2 separate regions of the Arachis hypogaea genome follow, and region 1 is linked to region 2. The links are chromatin contacts, called in public Hi-C maps. All regions are on one chromosome and are shown on one strand. The core of a region is the stretch at or near the end of the contact, and the rest is flanking DNA. Distances in the headings are between cores, read along the strand shown. Region 1 has its middle 12 kb from the start of LOC112791363. Region 2 holds the start of LOC112791361 (transcription factor bHLH112).

What was found. Hi-C and Micro-C count contacts between places; a contact is called where the count stands out from the background.
Region 1: a contact with region 2 is called in a Hi-C map of leaf, with 1.7 times the contacts expected there. The contact joins the enhancer-like site here to the promoter of LOC112791361 in region 2.

The regions. Positions count from the first base shown.
Region 1 is chr3:126,255,695-126,258,989 of arahy.Tifrunner.gnm2.J5K5, reverse strand. No RefSeq gene overlaps it. Among protein-coding and RNA genes, the nearest start is that of LOC112791363, 12 kb to the right of the region's middle. Within about 2 kb of position 1,654, at least 3 of the 3 cell types and tissues checked have open chromatin away from gene starts, as enhancers often do.
Region 2 is chr3:126,169,434-126,173,007 of arahy.Tifrunner.gnm2.J5K5, reverse strand. It overlaps LOC112791361 (transcription factor bHLH112), which reads right to left and starts at 1,276. Exons shown (of 7, transcript XR_003817924.2): 1 at 352-1,276; 2 at 1-60.

The sequences.
Region 1 (3,295 bases), core at 405-2,904, 86 kb before region 2:
TCTTCCTCATGCTGAGTTAGTGTGCTATAGGCGCTAGATACTGAGAATTTTCCGTCATTCGTGAGCTCCCAAGTTAACGTGTCCTGTCCCATAGAGTCCATCGCTGGCGGCATCGCTTTGATGGTACTTAAGATGTCTTCAGTCATAAAATTCTGCAAATAAGTTACATTCCATTCCCCTGCTGCAGTGATGGCATCATGCACTGTTAGACTAAGATCCACCTCCTCTCCCGCGGCGATGCATTAGATTAAAGGGGGCCTCCCTTTATCCATTTATCAGTCCAAAGCTTAGTAGATCTTCCATCCCCAATAGAGATGTAAGTATTTTGGATCAAGTAATTCCAAATTTTGGCCAAGCTTCTCCATAATGTTGAATCTGTTGAGCATATTTGAAGTTCATGGAGTAAATTTTTTCCTCTCCCGTACTTACTTTTTAGGACCTCCGACCACAAAGCCTTCTCATTCTTTAGTAGACGCCACAGCAGTTTAACAAGAAAAGCTTCATTCATTACCTCAAGCCTTTTGATCCCCATTCCTCCAACTATTTTTGGTTTGCATAGAACCTCCCAGTTAGCATTGTGTATTCTTCTCTTGTTAGTCTCGTCCCCCATATAAATCTTCTCTGCATTTTTTCAATTTCCAAACAAACTCCCTTTGGTATGGAGGTGTACATCATATCAAAGTTGATTGAAGGACTTATGGCAGACTGTACTAAAGTAATTCTCCCTCCCAATGAAAGACATTTTGCTTTCCACCCTTTCATCTTTTTCGCCACCCTATCAATAATGTTTTTAAATTTATCCTTCCCTTTTCTCTTATTATTAAATATGGCACCCAAGTATTTTCCTAGACTTTCCACTTCAGAAAAACGACTCAATCCAACAATCTCTTGTCTGGTCCGTACATCAACATTCTTAGAGAAATAAATTGAAGTTTTCATTGGATTTACCTTAAAGCCCGAAGCCTTTTTAAATTCCTCCAAACTCTCCATAGCAATTCTTATCTGTTCTGGGGATGCTTCCATAAATAAAAGTAGATCGTCAGCAAACAAGAGATGCGAGATATGAGGACCCTGCCGTCCTGCCTTCGTAGGTATTCAGTCTTCCATATTAACCTTTTTTTCAATAAATTGGGACAGCTTGTCCATAGTTATGACAAAAAGGTAAGGGAATATAGAGTCTCCTTGCCTTATGCCACGAGTAGGGAGGAAAGCCTCCGCCTTGTACCAATTCCACAAAATTTGATAGGAGGTGGTTGTGACACAAGCCATAATAACTTCTAACATATGCTGCGACAACCCAAACTCGCTCAAAGCTTTGTTTATGAACTTCCAACTAATGTGATTGTAAGCTTTCTCAAAATCGATTTTTATGGCCATAAACTTCTTTCTCCCTTTCATTCTTTTCATATTGTGCACCATTTTCTTGGCAATAATAATATTGTCCTGGATAGAACGCCCGTGTATAAAGCTGGACTGGTTTGGAGCTATGCGATTTGGCAAGGAGGGTTTTATTCTATTCACCAGTATCTTAGTCAAGCATTTATAAATCACATTGCAAATTTAGAGATTCTTATGGAACAAGATTGTAGAGTCTCCAGAGTCCAGACCCACTAGTTAGTTTGCTTGTTTTTCTGTATTGGGCTTAGGCCCCATCAGATTACCAAAAAGAATATTTGAGCTCGGATTACGTCCGAGGACGATGTGTTATGTTGACCAAGTTGGGGATATGGATCGAATATTTATCCCTCAGAAATGTTGTTGCACCCAACTATCCATGAGATGAAACTACTATCAAGGATATTGGTTACGTAGCGTTGATGTGAAATCATTGTAGTGACATCTATTTATTTGATTACTATTTTAAGATTTAAATATTTTTTTAATATTACAATGATAAATATGTCTTATCTTGATTTGGTCCTCAAAAGTTTTTTTTCCCTTCTAGTTTTGGCTTTTCATTATTAATATATTCTTTTGGTCCATATTTAGATTCAATGTTGAGCTATAAATTATCTATAAAATTAAATATAAAAAATTAATTTTTAATTAATCAATACTAATTAATTTTTATTGTAAAATTATTTTTGTACGTTTATTTTTTATATAATTTAAAATTTAGAATTAAAATTTAAGATTAGAATTTAGAATTCAAGATTTGTGATTTAAAATTTAGAATAAAAAGATTTGAAAACTAATTAATATTAGATAAAAAAATTGATTTTTTAATTAAATTCTTTATATAAAATCTATTCTATTATATAAAAATCGGATGTCTGCACTTAATGATGAAGTTGACGTGGCATGTTTCGGAGAGTGTTTTTCGATTTAATTGTTTTAACTCATTCAATACAATTTATTGCACTGAATTAATATATTAACTAATTGATTTGATTAGATATTTAAATATTTCTTTTCTTAATATAATTTATTATAATTTATATTAATTAATTATACTACATTAATTATAATTCGTTATATTAGTGAATTACTCTTTTCATTTATGAAGTCTAAAATAAAATAAATAAATTGTTATTTATTCTAATTAAATTTATTTATATAATATATATGAATTAACGTCTATTCGATTCTATTATATAAAAATCGGATTTCTACACTTAATGATGGAGCTGGCGTGGCATGCTTCTGAGAGTGTTTATCGATTTATTTCTTTTAACTCATTAAATACAATTTATTATGAGATTAATTATATCAACTAATTGATTTGATTAGATATTTAAATATTACATAATAATTATAATTTATATCAATTTGTTTTAATAGTATTTCCTAATTTATTTCTTTTAATATTCTGGTAGTATTTTTTAATTTATTAAATTAAATTAGGTATAAATTATGTATATTAATTAATTGATTTGATTAAATTATTAATAATTAAAATAATAAATCTATAAATAAAATAAGCAATTGAGATATTTTTAACTAATAATTAAATCAAATTAAATTATATGTATTAAGTCAAATTCAAATCATGTGAATTAAATACTAAACTAAAATATGATAATTTCTTGCTTATTCAAATCAAATGCAATAAATACAAATTAATTTTGTTAGATAATGATGATTTTCTGGTCTTCTATATATAGACGGCCAAATAAAATGATAAGAATCATCATTTTTATCGTTCTTGCTATTTTAACTCTTCTTTTCTTCTTTTTTTTAATGTAAAATTTCTTTTATGGATAAATGAGAATGTATGATAAATAGTATTTCGTTGATTGTTTGTTTATAACTCGAAAATGTCTTAATTTAGGTATTACCGTTGCTGATGGAATTG
Region 2 (3,574 bases), core at 27-2,526:
GTTCCAAAGTTCTTTCTGCTCCAATAATCCTTTTGGATTATTTGTGAATTATTATTCTCTCTGAAGAAGAACAAGTTAAATAATGGAAAATATAAGAAAATTAAGGAGTAGAAACATACATACAGTAGTGTAGTATGTATACCCCATATACAAGCTTTTCATAAGAAGAGGTTCGCTTTTTACATATGAAATCAATGAGAAAAAGTTAAGAGAAAACCAACGCTACTACTTTTTCTTCAATTCCATAGTGGAACCTTTAATTAATTTGGACCCTGCTGTGTGTGCACATATGCATCCACTATCACGCATATTTCTATATATACTAACAAATTAATATTCATGAAAACTTACAACAGAGATTGATGATCCCAATTGGGTGAAGACAAGCCAAAACCCATCATTTGGAAGGTTGAATCGATCAACATGCTTCCACTTTGTGATTCATTAGTAGTAGTCTTGTTGTTGTGTGGCTTCTCTTGCGCATCATGAAAACTCATATGGTAATTATTATTATTATTGTTACTAATAATATCACACGCCGGTGCCTTCAAATCCATGAAACAATGATGATGATCATCACTACTTGGCCAAGTTCTAGTGTCGGTGGGTGGTGCCACGGAACAAGGTGAAGTTGAAGATGGTGATGATGAGGTTAGAGGAGGAAACACACTCCTTGTTGAATCAATACTCCTCCACCAGTTCTCACCGCAAATCCCTGCTGCACCTTGGAAATCCTCATCGTCAGCCATATTATATGATCCCACACCGAGAGAGAGCAAGGATTAAATAGGCTTTTTATAGGGAAGAAGAAAGGGTAAAGGAGGAGGGTTGTTAGGGAGAATTTATTTATATATGAAGCGGTTTGTGAAGAAGGGTACGGAAAATTGGAGAGATATTACCGGAATCCGGTTGACATTACAAGCCGATGATTGGACAAATCACATAAATTAAAGACACAAACAAAACATTGAATCTAATTCTAATTCTGCTCTTTTTTTTAATTTTATTTATTTATTTAAATACATGTACATGCATGTGTATGTCTATGTAATTTTATATTTTTTATTTATTTGTTTGTTTGATCACTTTTCTTGGGTTATCTATCTTGCTTTAATTTTGTGAGAGAGAAATATTCAGTTCACTGGATAGCTATATATATGTATTAAATAATTTTTAATAATATGCTTCAATAATGCTTGGTCTAATTTCTCTTGTATATCTTTTTAAATTTAATTATTAGAATAATGTATCAACTCTTATCTACTCCTTTACCTAAAATAATAATTATTATAAATATATTGTATAAATCACAAGATTAATCCATGTCATTATAAATAAAATTTTGAATTACAATATAATAAATCCTAATAAGCATTCTATATTTAAAAGATATATCCACATCATTCAATATATATATATATATATATATATATATATATATATATATATATATATATATATAAAAGTATGATGTGTATGTATATATAATATATTAGAGTATGATGAGAAATAATAATATCAATTTATATTTTATTTAAATTATTTTATATTACACTCAATGATAATAAGATATAAGTTCACATACAACCTGAAGTTCATATATAGGAAGGCACTTGTTAATTGTTATAATACATTGCTTGTGGAAATTACTTGTGTTCCTTTTGTATGAAGGGATGTGGGTATGATGATATTGATGTATGTGATGAGATATGATCGTAGCTATATTCCAGCCATGTCATGATTCCTGAAAGATATTGATCATATGGTTCAAATATTTTAAATTTATGGTTTAAGAAAAAAAACAAATATCGAAAATATTGTAAAATAAAATATAACTAATATAACTGTTGGAAGTTGTGCTTTCAAAAAGACATTGAAAAAATTGAGAAAATAAGAAAAACAAAAAATCACAAGGCTTTCTCCTCATCCAAAAAGGGAAATTATGAATATTAATTAAAATTTTCAATTGGTTAAAATATAAGTACCTTTTAGGCACTCTAGCCCTTTTTCTTTTTCTTTATTGACATAATAGACTACTATTATTATAAAATTTAGGATAAAATATATTTTTTGTCTCTTAAATTTGATAAAAATTTTAAAATTATCATTAAATTTTATTTTATATTAATTTTATCCTAAAATTTTTTATTTGTATCGAATATACTATAAATTTTCAAAAAATGTAAAACCAATATAACAATAACACATAAAAATTATATTTGATTTGTTTGTGTTGAGGGTTGTTCTTATGAAACTGTTGTTGAATCGGTCTTTAATTTTTTGAAAAATTAATCGTCCAGAGCATATTTGATGCAGATAGAAAATTTTTGAAACAAAATTAAAATAAAATAAAATTTAAGAATATTTTTTAAATTTTTATCAAATTTTAAAAAAATATATACTTTATCCTAAAATTTAAAATTTATAACAGAAAAAAATCACCAGAAAAAAGATTATAACGGAAAAATATGTACCCTTGGATGAAATTGAGGACCATTCTAATGGTCCAAATGCTTATCATTGCAGACAATGTAGTACCAGGACTCGTAGCAGGGTCAATAACCTAGTTGCTAATGTACTAATGCTTCCATTTAAAAAGAAACAAAAGGGGAAAAAAAGAATGGAACTTGGTTGGCCAAACCCAAAGCGCGGTATGATGGCGCGTGGATGCCACGTAAAAGATAATCTAAAGTCTAAAACCCAACTTAAGAAACAAGAACTAAAATAATAATTTTAACCTAACACAACTGCAACACTGGCAGCGACCAAATTCGGATGTCAATGACCTTATCCCCTTTGAACTTATGACTTTTGAACATTTTAAAATTCAGATGAATCGTCCGTTTAGGTAGAAGATTTAGAAATATCTACAAGAATATCATATTATTTTTTAATATATTATATAATAATTTTAATTTTGATGCATTGCTGATAACAGTGTAAATGTAACGTGTTTAATGATTTTTAAATAATATGCGTGAGAATTAATTATTTTTATTTATGTCACAATACATGATTGATTATCTAAATCTAACTCTTTTATAATAATATTATAATATATTAAAATTAAATTATTATATAATTAGTATAATTTAATAAAAATTTATAAATATTTCACAATGATAAATTGACTGATGAATAAACTAAAAAAAATGAGCTAAGATATATATAAAGTTAAGTACGATTTTGGTCTTTATAGTTTAGGTCGAAAATTTTTTTATTTTCAATTTCTTTTTGTAAAAAAAAACGTCCTCAAGGTTTAACGTAATTTTAAAATTATCCTTCGTACAATTATACCCCCACTTCAATGTTATTATCTCCATCACAAAAAAGAGAGAAGCAAAAGCTCAGAGAGAGAGACGGAGAGAAGTGGATAGAAGGAAGTTTCGCCATCGTCATCGCCGTCTCACCCTCACCTTCGTATCGCCGCGACTCGCGCCTAGTCTCGTCAGGACGCGTCTAACCCTCACCCTCGTGTTCCTCGTCGTCGTTGAGAGGTGGTGATGGTGGTAGTGTTCCTCGTGTCCTTCAGCAATGTCTCTTCTTCTGTCTGGTGGTCGTTTGCGAAATCTAC